3 separate regions of the Mus musculus genome follow, and all the other regions are linked to region 1. Evidence: chromatin contacts called from public HiChIP or PLAC-seq data. All regions are on one chromosome and are shown on one strand. The core of a region is the stretch at or near the end of the contact, and the rest is flanking DNA. Distances in the headings are between cores, read along the strand shown.

The links. HiChIP or PLAC-seq counts read pairs in DNA pulled down with a chosen protein or histone mark.
Region 2: an HNF4G HiChIP or PLAC-seq map of pancreatic cancer cells shows a contact between it and region 1. The contact joins two enhancer-like sites.
Region 3: a contact with region 1 is called in an HNF4G HiChIP or PLAC-seq map of pancreatic cancer cells. The contact joins two enhancer-like sites. A contact is called at or near these places in 1 of 39 promoter capture datasets (liver), 1 of 484 Hi-C or Micro-C datasets (uterus) and 1 of 115 datasets of contacts at active chromatin or transcription factors (pancreatic cancer cells).

What each region holds. Positions count from the first base shown.
Region 1 is chr19:44,749,617-44,752,316 of GRCm38.p6, reverse strand. It overlaps a transcript of Pax2 not described here. Among named protein-coding and RNA genes, the nearest start is that of Pax2, 5.9 kb to the left of the region's middle. RefSeq lists a cis regulatory region at 1-241 and a promoter at 1-2,700. Within about 2 kb of position 1,381, at least 69 of the 459 cell types and tissues checked have an H3K27ac peak or open chromatin away from gene starts, as enhancers often do. A contact at or near this core is called in liver, pancreatic cancer cells and uterus, where this site is marked.
Region 2 is chr19:44,376,870-44,379,569 of GRCm38.p6, reverse strand. No RefSeq gene overlaps it. Among named protein-coding and RNA genes, the nearest start is that of Scd1, 29 kb to the left of the region's middle. Within about 2 kb of position 1,404, at least 65 of the 459 cell types and tissues checked have an H3K27ac peak or open chromatin away from gene starts, as enhancers often do. A contact at or near this core is called in pancreatic cancer cells, where this site is marked.
Region 3 is chr19:44,313,340-44,316,039 of GRCm38.p6, reverse strand. No RefSeq gene overlaps it. Among named protein-coding and RNA genes, the nearest start is that of Mir5114, 12 kb to the right of the region's middle. Within about 2 kb of position 1,344, at least 328 of the 459 cell types and tissues checked have an H3K27ac peak or open chromatin away from gene starts, as enhancers often do. A contact at or near this core is called in liver, pancreatic cancer cells and uterus, where this site is marked.

The DNA.
Region 1 (2,700 bases), core at 132-2,631:
AGAATCCCGGGGGTCCTGACTGCCAGCTGGCCCCGCCCGCCTGGTCGGTTGGTCCTGATGAGGCGGCGCGCACGTGCTGAGCCTTTATCCTTTCTGGCCCCTCCTCCCTTTAACCCTGCTTTCCTTCATAAGAGGACCTAGCAACCTCTCCGGCCCTTCACAGCCCCTTTGAGGAGCAACGACAATACAAACCACTTGGCCACCAAAGGGGCCTCATACTGGCACGGGTCAGCCAGGTGGCGGCCTGTGGACCACTGAACTGGGAGGGGGGGTTAAAAAATAGTCAAAACATGGCCAACAGGCTCACACAGTAGGAGTGGAGAACTATGACCAAAGAGGAAAAGCTGGGGTGGGGGAGGAAGAATCAAGGAGACCCCCAGAATCAGGATGGATAATCTGACCCCTAGCTCAGACCTGAATAGTACTAGCGCCGAGCACTCATGAAAGAGTGCTAAAAGCAACCATTCACCCTACAGCCTACAGGAAGGAGAAGTCAGCCTGCATAGTCTCTTTACTTCTGTAGACCCCAGTTTACTCACCTGTAAAATGGGGATAATTACACTTGTCCACTATGGAGCCCACCAGTGGACACCTTGAAAGGCAGTTATTTCTATAGTAGAGGAAGGTGTAATAGTCCAGCTTTCTGAACACCTGACCCCACAAAGAGGGAAGGGAGGAACCCGAGCTTGCAGGCTGCCAGGCTGGGGGTGTTTTCCTTCCTACTCCTACCCCATAGATGTCCCTGGTTTCCCCACTGCTTCTCCTTCCTCTAATACTTCTTTCCACACTCCCGCCCCTTCCCTTTTGACTATACCACACCCATCCAGGTTTTTCTTCATCTCTTTTGCCACTCCTCCAATCCTACTTCTTTAACGCCCCCTCACCCCCACCCCAAGTCTACTATAACCGCTAGATCAGTTCAATTTCTCACCCACATCCCCAACCATCGGGTTAATTGGGACCGGAGGCTCGGTCCCCTATGGGCCACACCGTTTAAAAAAAAAAAAAAAAAAAAAAAAAAAAAAAAAAAAAAAAAAAAAAAACCTTTGGCAGAGGCTGGGGAAGGAAATCCCATTCTGTCCGGTTCCAAACAAAGAGAGTTGGTCCTCCCAGAACCTGCAGTCAACTTGCCAAAGACCGAGTAGAGATGAAACAGTGGGCAGAGCCTAAGAGGAGGCAGAGGGAGGGGAGAAGAGGTGAAAAACGAGGACTCAAAGTGGGTGCTGAGACCACCGAAAAGAGAACTGTCCCTTGAAGGCCTGCTGAGGCTGGCTGGGCAAAGCCGGTTTCCACCGGGCCATCTGCCCCCTCCTCCTCTGAGCCTGGGTGAGAGAGTCCAAGGGTGGCTGAGTGTTGGTGGGGAAGTAATGATTAACTTCCTCTTAGCCTGCTGGAGCCCGCGGCTCACCGGGCTGTGGTGGAGGGAGACTGTGCTGGCTGATCCGGGGTGTCCCCAGCGCCACCCGCCACCGCCACAGCTACTACAGGGACCGCAGAGGGAGGGGACAGGAGGTAGCAAGAGGTAGTTGAAAGGCAACTGAGTGCTGGATAACTCCAGATGAGGGGAAGCTAGGGGTAGCGGCTGAATAGACAGGGCCAACACTTCGGCAAGGGAAGGGGCTGTGTGCGAAGGAGGGCTCTTGGCCCTGCTGCGGCGAGGAATAGTTGGAGAGGGGCGGGAGCACCAGGGCAGAGTTTCCCCGGAGTTGCGAACAGACACCAAATCTACTGTCTCGGATCCAACCGCGCGCCGCCCTCCCTTCCTCCTCTCGCCGCAGCTGTGTGGATGTGAGGAGCAGGCGGAGCGCGCCTGAGCCGGGAGCCGGTAAGGCAGAGCGAAACCCGCCAGCGAGGCAAGGGAGGCCTTGTGGGCACGGCCACCGAGGCTGGGGAAGGGCTGCAAGGTGGCTGAAAACAAAGGACCGGAGAGGAGGGGAGAGAGGACCCAGGGGCAAGAAGGGCAGGCTGAGTTGGGGGCGGGGGAGGCCCTAGGAAAGGATTTGGGGGAGTGAGGCAGACCAAGGTTTGTACCAGCCTGCCTCTGCCACCAAGCCTTGCTTAGACTCCCTCCGGGGATCTGGCCCCACATTCTGTGACCTCGGGTCAGGATGGGGGCTCTAGTCCGGAGTTGAAGCAGCTGCCGGGGGTGGGGGTCTTGTAAGTATGTGAGCTTGGAGGTGACAGATTGGTGGAAAGAGATGGGGAGGGAAGGTCTCTGCTACGGGTTAGATTTCTGCTTTTGGTGCTGCAAGCCTCTGCCTTCTGCTCCCTGCAAACCAGAGCACCTATTCCCTCCAACTTTGCTGGAGCAGAAACATTCTTTTTTTTTTTAAGTTCCCTTCTTTGGTCAGAAAAGGGATGATTTGGTTTGAGAGTTTAAGGTCATCTGTGTCCAGGGTTGTCTCTTACATTTCTGCCACTGTCCCTAAAGAGAAAAAGCAGCCCAAAGTGAAGCTCAGAGAGAAGGGAGCTCAGACTCGGGAGTTCTCCTACCACGTCTAGGCTGGCAATGAGCTCTAGATAGACCCGTGGCTAACGAATAAATTGATGAAACTGATTAACGAAGGGAGGAAAAACCCTTTCAATGTCTAAATCAATTAGAAGAATTCCTAGTGTCTTTAGAGGCAGAGCATCTCTTGTGAGGTGTTTGGCTGAATGTGTTTGAGTGCTATAAGGGATTTTTTTTTTTTTTTTTTGAGC
Region 2 (2,700 bases), core at 155-2,654, 370 kb after region 1:
GGAAGAGAGCATGAGAGGCCGGCCAGGGACACGTAGGGGCAGAGAGAGAGAGAGAGAGAGAGAGCAAGAGAGAGAGAGCAAGAAAACAAGTAAGCTGGGGTAGCCAAGCAGTCCCTCTTATACACTTGGCAGCTCTATAATTTTGGGTAGCTGTTACTAGGTTCCTTGGAGTAGCCTAATGAATTGTCTGTAAGCTAACAAGAACCAAGACCTGAAAATTACCCAGTTATTCTTTGACCTCTACCCATGCATTGTTCACATTTGCCTGCATGCACATGTGTATGCAAACACACACACACACATACCCCCCCACACACACCCATACACACATACACCATATATAAATTAATTAAAAAGTCATTGAGAAGGGGAAATGCTTGTTCTTCATAGCTAGGGAATTTTCTGTGATTCATCCAGTGATGATCTTTTATTCCCTTCTGCTTTTGCCTCTCTCTCTCTCTCTCTCTCTCTCTCTCTCCCTCCCGAGAGAGTGCTAGAGAGACAGTTCAGCAGTTAAGAGCATTATTTTTTCCAACCCATGTAAGGAGCAGAGCCGTGGGTTCTGCCCCAGGGTTTTGTGGGATACACTCTTAACTCCAGGTCTACACAGAGCAGGCTTGTGACACCACCTGATGTCGTCATCTGTAAGGACAAGATCCGCCATGGAAACCTCTCTGGATTGGCTTTTGCATGTCCCGTATAATGCCCCCTTACCTCCAATGTTCAAGGTTAGCATGGGACAGACAAAAAGGTGCACCAGAGTCTCTGTCATCCCCTGGACACAGGTGTGCAGGCTGAGCTTGGAATCCACACCTGCTGCCAGGTGGGCACACAGAGCCCCTCAGGGTGATGCTCCTTCCCTGAGGAGGAGCCAGGCCAGCATTTGCATCCCTGCAAGGATGCTCTGACCTCCTCCCTGGGGAAGTTTCACTTGCATCCAGCATAGGGCCATCCTGTGGAGCAGGAAGCAGAGATTCTCATGGATCCCTGTGCTTAGCTGCTATAGTGTTTCTCTCTCCAGAGTTCACAGGGCGGCTCCTTTACAACTGTGCACTTAGTTTCCAGGAGAGCCAGAGGGACCCTGCAGGAGCTGCCTTTTCTCTCTCAGGATGAGGAGCAGAGTTGAAGGTGAGGCAGACACTTCCCTCAGCCCCTGACTGAGAGGGAGAAAGTGAAGCTGCTCAGGACACTGTGGAATGCCAAGGGTGAGGGCCCCTGCAGCTGGTGCAGGCTCTGAGACTCCCTGGGGACAGGGTGGGGGTGGGGTGGGGGTGGGGCAGAACTGCAGCTGGAGCTGCTGAGGGAGCCTCGCCCCAGCCCTTGCTCAGTTCCTGTGAGACCTGGGCTTCTGTCAGAGCTCTTTGTTCTCACTCCACTCTGCTCTCCTGCTGGCCCTGTCACCCCTGGCCCTGTCACCTTCCCTTGCTCTGTGTAACCACTGAAGTGTCCCTTCAAGATCTTAGCCTCAGGTGTCTAGAGTGTCTCTTTCTCATCAGCCTGGTATCACATGAATCGCTTAGAGTGTTGGTCAATCCTCTCTCTGTCTGTGAAGCTCACTGACACATCTTATAGGCATTGTGACCACACCCAACATAAGCCCAGGTTAAGATAATGTTTCCACTGTGACCCCAGCCAATGCCAGCTGGGTCAAAGGTCTTTCTTTTTTCTTTTTTTAAAAGCATCTCCGAAGACAACTTCAGACATTCTTCTACCATGCGAGCATGGGGTAGGAGCAGTTGTCAGGCTTGGTGGCAGGTGCTTTTGAGTCACCTCCCTAGCCCTGTGTCAGAATTTAACGTGGATGGACAGTTGGTCATCTTGTGTTCTCTGAGCATTGCTATTTCCACAAGAAAGACTCTGATTGATTATCCAACACCAAATGGCCAGCCCTGAAAACATATATATGAGTAACATACAGACTGTGCAGGCTCAATTTAGGAATTTATGTGCAATTACACATACATATACATAGTAACAATTCTTGGGGAGGAAAGGCCATGGATTTGAGGGGAGCAATGAAAGCCGTAGGGGAGGGTTCGGAGAGAGGAAGCAGAAAGAGAAAATTATGTAAGAATTTTATAATTGCTTCTAAAATTAAATTTTTTTTTTTTTTTTTTGCTTTTTCCAGACAGGATTATTCTATGTAGCCCTGACTGTTCTGGAACTCACTCTGTAGACCAGGCTGGCCCCAAAGATCCACCTTCCTCTGCCTTCCAAGTGCTGGGATTAAAGGCAAGTGCCACCACTGCCCGGCTTGAAATACTATTTTTAAAGTGCTGAAATTCGGGCTGTAGAGATAGCTCAGTGGTTAAGAGCACCGACTGTTCTTCCAGAGATTCTGAGTTCAATTCCCAGCAACCACATGGTGGCTCATAACCATCTGTGATGGGATCTGATGCCCTCTTCTGATGTGGCTGAAGACAGCTACACTGTACACATATATAGAAAATAAACAAATAAATCTTTTTTTTTCTTAAAGTACTAGTATTTGGGCCCAAGAGAAGGTAAAAGGTTCCTGCCTCAAACCCTGATGCCCTGAGTTTCTTCTGCGATGTGCCTCCCTCCCTAAACACACCCAAAATAAGGAAATAAAAATGAAAAAGAGAGAAAGAGAGAGAGAGAAATTCTAGACTCTTAGCTGGAAGGAACCTTTGTCTTATGACTGCCTCTCAGTCTTGCTACCCATGAGATCTGGTCCCA
Region 3 (2,700 bases), core at 95-2,594, 440 kb after region 1:
CCTAGTCATAGAGGACTCACAAAATCAAGCCAAAAGGACATAAACGATTAAAATGGATTCATAACAATCAACAAGACGGCTCTTACTCCTCACTCCTCTCTCTTTTTGTCTTCTCCTCTCCTCTCTCTCCCTCTTTATTCTCTAGCCTTTCTTCTCTCTCTTTTCTACCTTCTCTCTTTCCCCCTGTCTTTCTATAATAAAGCTCTAAAATCATTTTTTTAAAAAGTCAACAAGACTGAGACAGTAACCAAAAGTTTCCCCAAAAGTCAAAATGTAGCACCAGACTGACTCGTTGCCGAGTTTTATCAAATCTTTAAGGAAGAGGTAATAACCAAGCTCCTTAAACTGTTTCATATGGTATACAGAACACTACCAAGTTCACCCTGCCAAGTCTGCATTACCTTGATATAAAAACTGGTTCAGAGCACACACATTTTTAAAAAAGAAAATTGTCAGCCGTTTTTTCCCCTGATGAACATGGAGACAGAAAAAAAAAATTCTCAATGCAATTCTTGCAAGCCACATTTAAGGGCACGTTAAGATTATGTGTGGTGATTACTGCCTTTAATCCCAGCAAACTTTGTACAACTCCCACTCCCGTGTTAAATACTAACTTCCCGCTCCCAGTCCAAGCCTGCTTTGTTTCAAGCTTCTTATTTTAAGTTGGTGCAGAGGCTGCCCCTGCAGAGCGACTCGAGCTAAAAGCCTGTCATGGGTGCCCCTCCCACCCTGCATCCACTTCACCATTCCAGCATCTGAATGTCTACTCTGCTCCAAAAATACTTTTCAGATGTGTCCTTCCTTTTCCTTCCCCATGCCCCCATCGGAGTCTTTTCAAAGCCTGGAATAAGGCTTCCAGCCCCTGTGGTCCCCTCTGCTATCACAGTAAGTTTCTTAAATATCGAGATTTCCAGACTCTCACCGCCTCCCCTGCATTTTCTCCTCCCACTGCCCACTCCACGCCCCTTCATGCCTGCTGACATCAGCCTGGAAAGTTCCTGATCACATTAATGCTGTGCTTTTCGGAGTGCTCTCCTCTACACCATGACCCAATCTGAGGTCTGTTTTGCTAAGTCCTAGCTCTGCCTCCTCCTCCATAAGCGTTTGCACTACGTAGATGGAAAAAAACAAAACAAAAAAACAAAAAAAAACGTGCGCTGCTTTGCCAGCACACACCCCCACCCCCTTCCTTGGCGAAAGCTGGCGACCAGAGCCCACATTCAAGGTCCGGGGAGCGGAGGCGGGGGGGGGGGGGGGGGTTGTGAGGTCAGGGACTGGGCTAGCCTCCATCTGTGACTGCAAGGTACACCGGCTAGCTTCAGGAGCAGCGCATCCTGATTGGAGCGATGCGTGCAGAGCCCGGTGAGGCCGCTGATTGGCTGCGAGGGGTCAGGCGCTTTGGGCCTGGTGAACGCGAGTGAATCTGGGGCCAATGCTAACCCAGAGTAACCCCGGGAGGGGCCCGCACGCCTGACCCTTGCTTTTCCTCACCCTAGCTGGACCTCTCCCGGGCAGGCACTGGCAGAGGGCCAGGACTGGAGGAAGAGCGTTGCATGTTGCTTCTATTTCAGGCACTCAGCTTAACCTGAGTTGGAGTTTGGTAGGGCTCCATGTACGGTCACCAGGACAGTAATTTATGATGTCACAGGGCTGTGTATGTGTGTTTGGCCGCAGTGGGGTGGGAGGTGCGTTAGTGATCCAGGGAGGTAGCCACACTGCCTGCTCCTGGAAATGGCGAGGTTGGAGGCACGGTTTGAGGCTTTGGCTAAAGCAATCTTGCTACTGGAAGCAGAGCTTCTACTTTACTCCATGGGGTCTGGCCTTCCCCGAAAGCAGAAAGAAAAAAGAAAAAAAAAAGGAGAAATGTTATGGTGAAGGGTGGGTGACACTGTCCATTACTGCTGTTGAAAACTGTTTACTCAAAAAAAAAAAAAGTTAAACAGAATTATTACAGAAGAAATCCCATTCCTGTGTACACAAATCGACAGAGAGCAAATGCTAGAATATACACACACAAATGTGCAGAGCATACTATTCATAGAAGCCGAAAGGGGGGGACAACTCAACTGCTCCCCATAAATACAATGGACTGTTAATCATAATGAGGAGTTAAAAACTGATTTGTGCCAGTGTGAAAATGTTAGGAATCGATCAAAGAAGATAAATCAAAGAAATGACTTAGACACAGATTTAAGCCAGTAGAAAGTCTATTAGCTGGCTGGTACTTACAGACTTGAGCCTTTCTCGGGGTGAGATGTTTGTTTTTAATTATTATTATTATTATTATTATTTTATTTATTTATTTATTTATTTTTTTGGTTTTTCGAGACAGGGTTTCTCTGTGTAGCCCTGGCTGTCCTGGAACTCACTCTGTAGACCAGGCTGGCCTCGAACTCAGAAATCTGCCTGCCTCTGCCTCCCAAGTGCTGGGATTAAAGGCGTGCGCCACTACGCCCGGCTTATGGCATTTTTTTTGTATTTTTTTTTTTTAATATGAGTACACTGTAGCTGTCTTCAGACACACCAGAAGAGGGCATCGGATCCCATTACAGATGACTGTGAGCCACCATGTGGTTGCTGGGAATTGAACTTAGAACCTTGGGCAAAGCGGTCAATGCTCTGAACTGCTGTTCCATCTCTTCAGCTCTCTCAGGGCAAGCTTTTAAGCACACACACACACACACACACACACACACACAC